2 separate regions of the Anas platyrhynchos genome follow, and region 2 is linked to region 1. Evidence: chromatin contacts called from public Hi-C data. All regions are on one chromosome and are shown on one strand. Each heading gives the region's core, a stretch centred on a gene start, on an enhancer-like site or on the middle of the called end of the contact. The rest is flanking DNA. Distances are from core to core; before and after follow the strand shown.

The links. Hi-C and Micro-C count contacts between places; a contact is called where the count stands out from the background.
Region 2: a contact with region 1 is called in a Hi-C map of F1 follicle, with 2.6 times the contacts expected there. The contact joins the promoter of PRTFDC1 here to the enhancer-like site in region 1. A contact is called at or near these places in 4 of 8 Hi-C or Micro-C datasets (F1 follicle, liver, skeletal muscle and 1 more).

What each region holds. Positions count from the first base shown.
Region 1 is chr2:141,566,369-141,571,584 of IASCAAS_PekinDuck_T2T, reverse strand. All of the region lies in intron 3 of ARHGAP21 (Rho GTPase activating protein 21), which reads left to right. Among named protein-coding and RNA genes, the nearest start is that of ARHGAP21, 61 kb to the left of the region's middle. Within about 2 kb of position 3,079, at least 3 of the 8 cell types and tissues checked have an H3K27ac peak or open chromatin away from gene starts, as enhancers often do. A contact at or near this core is called in F1 follicle, where this site is marked.
Region 2 is chr2:141,701,540-141,707,274 of IASCAAS_PekinDuck_T2T, reverse strand. PRTFDC1 (phosphoribosyl transferase domain containing 1) reads left to right here and starts at 3,179. Exons shown (of 9, transcript XM_072033713.1): 1 at 3,179-3,331. The coding sequence starts at 3,194.

The DNA of each region.
Region 1 (5,216 bases), core at 1,830-4,329:
TTTAATGACTGCAGAGAAGTGATGTGCTTGTTGCTTACCGTGTGTCGGTGGATTTGATAATGTCACTTCTGCCGCATCCTTTTCTTTTCCAGATACATCATAGAGCAGAATAGTAACTCTGGTCCGCAAAGTGTAGCTTACAAACAACTGAAGGTTCCAACATGTGGTGTAATGCTAGGTGTGCTCCTTGCAGCAGCAGTATTCCAGCCTAGCATTTTAGCAGATGAAGCCAGAACTGGCACCTGCACAAAATTAATTTCTATGTCTAGTTCTGGGGAAGTAGAAGAAGTTTGGGTGTTTGTGACCGCCAAGTGTAAATCAGGTACAAATGCTAACACTTCTTTATTTCTAACATTGTGTTTCAAAAGTCATTTTTTGAATTCCCTTTCATCAGGGAGGAATGAGTACATCAGAATTTTATGATTTTGCAAATCAGGCGGCTATGGTAGTAGTGTATTCCCCTCTGCCACTTGTGTTATTCCAGACATTCAGCAGTAAAGCTTCCTTTTGACTTCAGTTTGAAACTTCTTTTCTCCTGTTGGACTGCGGAGGTGGCACTGACTCGTAGTCTCAGCTTGTAGATCCAGGTAGCGTAGAGGTTAGATCGTAAGTGATGATAAATACTTGCATTATGAAGAAATGCTGTAATTTGATTTGACATTAATTGGAACATGAGTTGAAACAAGATGCATTACACTTGTGATTCTGTAGATTCTACTTTGATCTTACATGTTACTGAAGGTAACAATTATTATTATTCAGTTGAAAATTGTTGTCTAATTACAAGATTTGCATACAATTATGAAAACTTAAGACCAATTTTCTTAACTTTTGTTGGTTAGAGTAATGACTTCAATATAAAGACTCTCCTGAGTCCACAGTACCTTTGTTTCAGCCAGTGAATTTTTGCCCTGAGCCTTCTAAAGCCTCTAATGAACCACCTTCTAAATAACCTTTTTATTTCCTTATTTTTGATGATGCTGAGTGTCTGAAGTTCAGTAAAAGTTCAAAGTTACCTTCTCTAAAGTCACATTTTCATTTGAATAACATAACTTTGAGGGAGGTTTTTGTACTCCAAGGAATATTTGCACTGCTCTGTTAGCAAAGTTCCCTTACTGCCTGGACGTTAACTTGAGCTACATCCTACCCTGACTGGTGGCCATTTACTCAGGCCAGAGACTTTTGTGCTTTATGGACATTTTTTGTCTTTATGGGCTGTTTTTCAGGGTTTTTTTATTGCTCTTATGTAAAACCTCACCTCTGTTCATAGCTGAACTTCTGGAGGAATTAAATATATATGAAATTGCTGTTCACAGAAGTCAGGCTTTCCATCTGTACTGCTTCCCTGCGGATGTGTGTTCCTAGCAGCTCACATCTTTTGCCTGTTCTTTTGTGGACAGAATGTCTTGGTTTTTGTGTTTTGTTTTTACTTGCAGTTGAAGATTTGGGGGAAAATTGTCTTACTTGCTGGTAACCTGCAACATAATGCTTAATTAAGTTGCTTACAAATGTACAGAGGAGCAGGGAGGAGGCAAAGCAGTATGCAGCAATGGGTGTTGGAAAAACACTGGCAAATAAGGCTGGATGCATGACAGAGTAGTAGTTATGAGCTGCTTTACTGTTTGCTATGTTGCCTTGTAAGGAATTGCTGATATGCTAAAAATAAAAAAATAGTTCAATATTAGGAAAATTCAGAATCTTATCTGACACTGTTGTATGGAGCTGGAGAACTTCGTGAACGAGTAATGCTGATCCTGTGCTCTGGGTGGTGGATCTCGGAAGCAGGTCAGTTCAGGCTCACTGTTTTGGCAGCATCTTGTTTTTGCCTGATGGTTGGAGCCAGGCAAGATGTTGGTCTGTGCTACAGCAGTTTATTTTGTTATGCTGAAGGCTAATGTGTGTTGTGGAAGGCTAGGCTGGGCTGGAGTTTTGTCTGAAGCTGGCTGTATTGAAGTGCAGGTGGTGATGCTTCCTTGCTCCTGCAAGGACAGCATGGATTGTTTCTATTCCAGTTAAAGTTAGCCTTATTAATCTAGTTTGGGAGTCAGTGACGAGTTTATATTAGGTTTAGTGAAACAGTAGGTTTCACTGCATTAAGCAGTTTTCAACTGTAAGCATTTCTGTGCCCAGAGGATGTGGGTGGTGGCGGAATTGTGCATTTAATTAATGAGGTAAAAAAGGTCACTTCTGAGAGAATCTGAATGGGTATCCATCTACTGTGTAAAGCTCCCACTGCTACCTGAATGAGGATCACATCCAAAGAGGGTTTTTAAAAGCAGGTGCTCTGGGAGTATTTGATTTATTTATTCATTTACCCCTATGGAGAACTGAGAGCTGGAAGATGCTCTGTCAGGCTGAGCCGTTCTGGGGTCCCGGTGCGTTGGGTGATGTGCTCCTGCAGAAGGAGTTTAAATGCAAAGGAAATGGGTAAGGACAAGCCGGAAAGTGGTATTGGCTATTGGCAGCTTGTGGCAAGAAAAGGCTTATTAATTCCTCATAACGAATGAGGCATGCTGATTGTAAAATAAATCTTTGTTTCCTCCTTGCCTTTTGACCTCTGATTGGAATTTTTTCTTGCTAAAACTTCATGGTCATGTTGTGGAAAACATGAAAAAGAAAATGTAACTTATTAAATGAATGGCCTTCAATTGTTTTAATTCACTAATAACTAATTATTTAGATCTAAGCCACAGGTGGTGATTTCATGTAAGAGGTATCTGTGAAAGAGGTGCTATGATACATGATTCACTTACTGGATGTTGGTCCCCAAACAAAAGTCATTAGAGTGAAGAAGGGCGATTAAGTGAATGCACGCTGCAAAAAGGGCTTGTACTTAAGTAATAGGTACCAAGCAGTTCCTTCTGCAGCTTAATTGTGCATTGCTTATTAGTACTACATAAAAGGCTTGGCTAATTCTGTTGCTGTTCCATTACTTAGGATTTCCATCTCTTGCCATGTAAGAGTATTCTTGGGCAGTTATTCATATCATAATTTCGGTAAGAGTAACTTCAACGGCCAATTTCCAAACAGTTTAACTCTGCTTCAGGGACAGAGATAAGCCAGTTTTGTTTAGCCTTTCAGTAAATGTTTCCTTGCTGTGCTTCAGGATAGTTTGTGGTCTGACCTTGGTGTGTGATGGTATAAGGGAGAACTGTCTTATTTAAATGTTACAGCTGTAATATTTCCTTCTGAGATCAATTCCTTTCTTAAGAATCAATTTGTTAAATGGAGGGGTTAAGTCTTGAGACCTGAGATAAATTGTTAAGAGTGCCAATTTTAGTTGAAATTTGGTTCTGTTATGACTGATGCACATCTACAAGATTGATTTCCCTTAAGCTGGTCTGAAGAAATTATCATTAGCTGCTACTGTCATAGAATACTTCTTTTAGCTTTGCTTGAATTTCTAACTTAAAATATAAGCATATGCTTTGAGACTACACATTGAAGGAAGTTCATTTATTTGCTTACTGAAGGAAAGAAGCTTTGGGTTGTATCCAAGTATGCAAAAGACTAAAGGAGAAATGCAGAGCATGTATTCATCTCCAGAGCTTTGGAGTCCAAGGTTTTCTTCTTGCCTTTACTTGTAAATGGATATTACTGACCTGTAAATGTAAGCAACATGGTAAACTTTTCAGCCTATTTTTTTCCCCAAATTTGATCTTAATCTTTAACATGGCCATACATTTTCCTGGGAAGACGAATATGTTCAACATAACCTCCTCCTGCATGTAGACAAAGAACTATGCTTAAGATGTTATCAGCTTTGCAAGTCGGTCTGTAAAACAGTTGTGAAAACCCCAAGTGACTGCCTGTAGTGTGGAAGAACTTCTCTGTGTAGCTGCTGGTGCTCTGCCAGCAGGTTGGTCAAAAATCATACGTTCAGGGAAGGCTTCAGTCTCTGGTCTTCATAAATGGGTTCAATTTTTTCTCCAATTCAGCAGTGGTACCTGTATTAAAGGTCTTCTGTAGTATTGAATGGGAATAATCTAGGTGCTTGACCTCTTGCCTTGTGTATTCAGGCCAGCACAAGTGATGAAGTAGCATTTGAGTGCTAAGCAAACGAGCAGTAGATCCCTAGCCCTGACCTGCCTAGGGAAGGCAGGTCAGAAAAGAAAGGTCAAGGGGAGGGTATTTCCCTCTGATAAATGAGAAGGAAGAACTGATAATGATTCATGGAAAAGGCTGAGGTACTCAACTTCTGTGCCTTGGTCTTCACTGGCAGTCAGGCTTCCCTCAAGAAGTTTTTGAGGAATTCTCAAGTCCTTGAACCTCTAGGCAGAGGCTGGGGAAGTAAAGTACCTTTCAGCATAAGAGAAGAGTTTTGAGACCAGCTGAAGAAATGGAGTAGGTACAAGACTCTGGGCCCTGATGGCATGCATCCCAGGGTCCCGATGGAACAGGCTGAAGTAGTTGCCAAGCCTCTCCATCACATTTGAAAAGTTGATGGAGTGACTGCATCAGTCAACAGGGGAATACCAACAGATGTCGTCTGCCTAGATTTCTGTAAGGCCTTTGACGTGGGTACACGTGACGTTCTGATCTCTAAATCAGACTTGAAGGGTGGACCACTGAGTTGATAAAGGGTTGGCCTAAAGGACGTGCCCAAAGAGTGCCGGTCAGTGGCTCTGTGTCCAGGTGGAGGCTGGTGGTAAATGAGATCCCTCAGGGGTCTGTCCAAGCTGAGTGGTGCAGGTGGTACCACAGAAGGAAGGGATGCCATACAAAGGGACTTGGACATGCTTGAGAGGTGGGCCCACATGAACCTAACGAGGTTCAACAAGGCCAAGTGCAAGGTGCTGAACCTGATTTGTGGCAGTCCCAAGCATGAATACAGGCTGGGCAATGACTGGATTGAGAACAGCTCTGGGGAGAAGGACATGGACAGCCCAGAAAACCAACTGGATCCTGGGCTGCATCAAAATAAGGGTGACCAGTAGGTCAAGGGAAGTGATTCTCCCCCTCTACTTTGCTCTTATGGGATCTCACCTGGAGTTCCGCATTCAGCTTTGGGGTCCCCAGCATAAGACAGATGTGTACCTGTTAGAGTGGGTGCAGAAGAGGGCCACGAGGATGATCAGAGGGCTGGAGCACCTCTCCTGTGAAGAGAGGCTGAGGGAGTTGGGGTTGTTCAGCCTGAAGAAGAGAAGGCCCCAGGGAGACCTTACAGCAGCCTGCCAGTACCTAAAGGGGGCTACAGGGAAGCTGAGGAGGGATTT
Region 2 (5,735 bases), core at 1,930-4,429, 140 kb before region 1:
GCTAATTCTGCTGAATTTGATATGGACAGAAGCTACATTCCACTTTGCAGTGCCACTCCAATAGCTGCTATAGTGCAGCAGTCACAAAGGTAAAGTCTAACACCAATACTGCTACCGATAGGATGCTACCTGGCTCTATCTACTTGTGCAGCTTTTCCTACCATCCCTCTAGGTTCTTGAATGTAGGGAAATGGTTTAAAATACTGCTTTATGTTCTCACAGACATCCCTAACAATCTGGCAAATAGTTTTTGCTGCCCTTGTGGTCTTCAACAGTCACCTATGGACTTGGTAACTGCTTCAGATAATGCAAAAGAACTCAAAATTCCGGAATATATTAAAGCTGGATATGAAAGAAATTCTAAATTGTTTTCAACATACCCTAAAGTACCGCATCTGCTTGACTTTGTTTTTCATATTGTCTTCAGTGAGCATTTTACCTAAAAGGTACACATCTTTTTCTGCAACAATTGGGATGGGGGTGGAGGGGGATCACTTACCTTGTAACAACTAACAAATGCTGGTTTATGCCTCATAAGATTATTTACAGTTCTGCTGTTGACATAACAGCTGCAGCAACAGGCAGAACCAGAATAAGAGCTCTTACTTCATCCCCTAATTGGCAAGCTTCCACCTAGGTAAGCCATACCTCTTGAAATATTCTGGATTTTCATGCTTTTCTTGTTTATTTTGGGTGTTTACATATCAAATTGAGTAGTCAAATGTTTATTATAACTTCTTGGGAGGGGAATACATAATGGAGTTGCAAAGGCTAACAGGTAACCATGTGATAATATTTGTCTTGGACTGTTTTCTTGATTATACCCCTGCCCCCAATCTTCTGTTTTCAGTATTTCTTTACATTAGAGTTGTGGAAGGGTGGGTACTACATGTGCTGCTTTCATCAGTAACAAGCTAAGAGCGGAAAAGATGTGTAACTGAAATTATAAAGTTAGTTTTGCGAAGGCCCAAGATATAAATACTGTTCACAAGGGATTTGCATATAAGTCCTAACTCTGCTTTGTTTCTTTGTGTGTCGCTTTTTCCATCTGCTCCTTTATGCTTTTTGGCTATGTGTCCAGACCTACTTGTTAGTATGAGTTCACTATTCTTCCCTATTTTCTTTGTTCCTTTCCCCTTTGATTATGTCCCACGGTTGTATATCTGAAAGTGTTTACTCTTTTCCTCCTATTTTTAGTTTATGAACAAACAGCTAAACAAACATAATAGAAAAGTTCTAAATGCTTACATTCTTTTTTACGATTAAGGCCCTAGTACCGTGTTTTAACTAACCATATTTTGACCCTAATTAAGAAGGGTTTGAAAATCTACTGAAAATTCATTCATTCTACATCAGTTCAGACTGTAGAAAAACAATGTAAATATCCAGTAAGAACATATAGCTCCACAGCAAAATCCTTAGCAGTTTCATTCTCGTCATGCACAAAGAACCTAATTAATTCTGATTTCTGTTAATTCTGTGGGTTTATAGACCCATGAATTTGTCACATTTGCAACAAGACTAAAAAAAACCTCCCAAACTATTACATTTTATGCTAATTAATAATCTTACATGCAGGAGCAGATTGATGGTTGTTGTTATTAGCACTACCCTTCCAACTATGCCCCTGCTAAATTTATCTAGTTTTTAATTTACATATTCTTATTTATTTGTTATTAGCTTGACACTTCTTTGCACTTCTGAAGTGAGCCCTGTAAAACTATTGGAAGAGAAGAATACCAAAAGAAGACTTGACAAAATGCAGTTGTCCAACCTTGATGGAACAACCTTGACCGAACAAACATTTCCTGCTTAAGTTTTTCAGCACAATGCCAGAGGAATTTATTTTTTAGTGTCTTGTTCATAATCTTTTCCAAATCTTTAAACTCCTGCCTGTGGGGTTCCTTCTGTGGTGTAGTTTGAACAATCTCTTGTATTCCTGTGGTCTGATAAAGAATGTGGTTTAAAAAGAGGCAGAAAACTCTAGTAGTAACCTGAATAGTCCAGATGGCAGAAGAAACCAGTAGGCATACAACAGTGGCACAATTAATCTGAAATCCCAGCTGCAATATAAGTAGCTTCAAAACTATAGAGCTTAGGTCTATAATGTTTATTCAACAGCAGCTTCATATGTAACATGTAGTTACTGAATCAGATTGTATTAGTTTTAAGACAAACGTGGGCTTTAGAAGCTTTCTTCCCAGCAAGAAGAAACTTTTTATCTTCTAAAGAGCTTGTGGGCACAAATCACTGGCATTTGAAATGCAATTGAAATGCAAAAGTATTTAGGGATTTTACCCATTATGAAGATCTCCTATATATTTTGCAGAAATAGTATTTACTCTGTGTAGGTTTGTACAAATCTGTATATGCTCTTTATCAAATTCATGACATTTTCTTAAGTTTATTTTAAAGCACTGTGAGCATGAACCATCTTTTTTGCAACATACCTCAGTCTTCATATACAGAGATCACTTCCAAAACAGATACGGTCAGGAGCTGGCCTCCCTCACTTTGTAAATGTGGTCCTCTGTTCTTTGATATGTGTTGTCAACTGTAGCAATAGTTAAGAGTAGATCCTTAGCCCACTAAAAAGCAAACAGATCTGGCTAAGCATAAGAACCAAAGCATCCGTAGCAAGATCATTTTAAATCATTATAGTATCTGATTCTGTGTACATACTGTATAGATAGTGTAGAGTTTGTAATTGTAGACTCATTTATAAAAATATTCTTAACACCAGATTCCTAAGGTATTAATTGTCCTGACATTTTTAATGTAAGTGGGATTGCAGCAAGAGGATGCACCTAAACTGCAGCCCGTGCTGGACACCAGACTCCGGATTTGGACACACCCGCGGTGTTCTCTGGATCCACCTGTTGTGACTTGTGGTCTCTAAGTCTTTACGATTACATTCTAGAAAGTCATGTGCCAAACTGAAATGCCTTCCTGCTTGGTCTGTGATAACTGCTCAGGTATCGCTAGGCACATTTCATTATGCCCAGGTCTGCCCTAAACCCAGCTGTTTCTTCCTTGAATAATTACTGCTATAGGAATGGCAGAATTCTGCCAGTTCTATATTTAAAAGATAAATACTGGAAGTTATAACCAACTCCTACTTTTAGGAAAGCACAATACTTTCTGGAAACAAGCTCCTTCTCATCCGTGAGGCAGCGCAAGGACCCTATTAACCATGTTTACAGAAGCAGGCGAGGGAAGGCAGCAGGCAGCGCGGCTCCTGAGCTGCTCCCCTGCTAACAGACAGCACAACAAACTGCGGTGGGTTGAAAGCATCGGGAAGCCGCCTCTTAACTCCAGCACCTGTGTAATGGTGGGGAAAAAGGCGCCTCCTTCCCTCGTACCCCTCCACAGCCCGGGCCGGCCCCGCTCGGCTCCGCCCTGCCGCAGCCCCTCAGAAGATGGCCGGGCCGGGCGGCGGCGGAGCGGAGCGGGGAGGCGGAGGCCGCGGCATTGTGGTAAATGCGAGCATCGCCCGGCCCGGCTGGGCTCGGCCCGGCCCTTCGCGACCCCTCCCGCTTCCCTGGCCGCCCTTCCTTCCTTCCTTCCTCCTTCCCTTCCTCCTTCCCTGCCTTTCTTCCTTCCCCCGCCCGCCGCCATGCGCGTCCTGCCCGCCCCACCCCGCTGGCTCCGGGCTGCCGCTTCGGGGAGCTGAGCTCCAGGTCCCCAGAGACACCCGGCTCCCCCCGAAGGGCTGGGACGCCTTCGGGAACCGCTGGGTGTGCCTCACCTGGCTGCAGGGACTTCTGCGGCTCGTTTGGAGGGTTTGGGGATAAATCGGTTATGCAAAAGTAAAGGGCTGTGTTCATTATTCGGAGAGATTAATGCGATCCCCCCCATAAAGCTGACAGATTCTTCCCTGTGAGGGTGACAGGGCACTGGCACAAGCTTCCCAGAGAGGCTGTGGAGTCTCCTTCTCTGGAGATATGCAAACCCCAGATGCCTGGATGCCATCCTGCACAGCGAGCTCCAGGTGACCTGCTAGCAAGGGGTTGGACCGGATGGTCTCCAGAGGTTCCCTCCAACCTCAACCTTTATGTGGGTTATCACCACCACTTCAGGAATGCTTTTATTTTATCGCAGTGGTGGGATTTTAACCGAGTTAGGGAGCAGCAGCCCAGAGCTGAGGGCAGCAGCCAGCCCCAGACCATGACAGAGACCCACCACCTCCCCGCCAAGGAACCCCTCACGTTGTGCCTGAGCTGTGGCTGGAGCTGCCCTGCATCTCCTGACACCAGTATGATAAATGCCAGGCTGAACCTGTGACTGTTTAGCACCTAAACAATGTGAGGATGCTGCAGAGGAGGAGATGGACGTTCATCACTGTGCTCCGCTGTGCTAACTTCATTTCTTTTGCTTGGTACACGCCAGCGTGTGCACACACCCCCAAAGAAAACAACCACAAGTAAGGCCAGTGCAGTATGATTTTGTTTACATTTATAAAGCTGGTCCTGGCTTTGTGCTCAGCTCTCCCATTTCATACCAAACCAGAAAATTCTTTAAGGGAAGTACTGTGCTTAAACCTCATGTGTGCCCACTTTGGTAGACAGCAAGGCTAGCAAAGTTCTTCCAAAGCTATACTGCGAATTTCCCCATTTTCTCTCTTATGGGAGAAAGCCTTTCAGGTATCACCATGTATTTGCATTCTTATTTGTATACGTTCACATCAACTTTGTAGAGACTCGTCGAATAATTTCTGCTGGGCAGCTTGAACACGCCAAACCTGACCTTCAGAAGTAGCTGTTTCTTTCAGTGTAGGATATATTTTTACACACTTGTGTACCAATATATTTAGTATGTATATTAATTTATCTGGACAAACCAATCATAAATATTTCCTTAAAATTTCAAAGCATTAAAGCCAGAAGTAAATGGAAGTTGAATTTAATTTGGGAAGGGCATTTTTTTGATACTCAGTTATTAAACTGAGGATAGTCACACAATTCACAAGCTTTTGTCAAAAGTCACACAATTCACAAGCTCATCAAAAATTACAGTTACCTGAAAAATTGTCCTGTAGCATAACACTGTGATTAGCTCTGGGGTAAATCAGAATTTCTAAGGCTTACTGTTGGGAAGTGCCAGTTTATTAAAAAAAAAAAAATGGCTTATTACTTTAAAAAGCAAATAGTTAGAAACTATGTATGAATTTAATCTTGTAAATGAGAACTTCTTTATTCAAGGTGATGTAGCTTTAGGTTTTTTATTCATGAAAACCAGAAGGAGAGATAGAAGAATAAGGATTTTGTACCGACCCTGTGCCAGAAAGGACAGATTGTAGCAGAAGTAAAACCTATTGATTTGTATGAATTCTGAAGCAGTTTCAATTCATTTAGTTTGATCTTCAGCACCATGCTCAAAAACATGTAATTTGATGAGAATGATGCCTAAATAACCGATACTGACATGGGTTCTTAGCGGGTGCTTATAGTACTTATGTAATTTAAAGCACTATCTGAAATTGTTTCCTTTTATGTTAAAGTGCTTTTGCAGGAAACCATGCCAGACAGTTCATTGCTACAAAATATTTTAAAAGTGTCAGCCACCCCTATGTACTGAAAATGAAGATAGGAAAATAGGCTTCCCAGGCCTTCTGCAGCAGTGTTTTTGGAGCAAGATTTGCCTCTCATTAAAATCCTTGCCAAGGAGTATATTTATCCTCTCCTGTTTCTATGGAGACGAGGAACAGAATTAAGTAACTTTTTTTCCTATGTGTA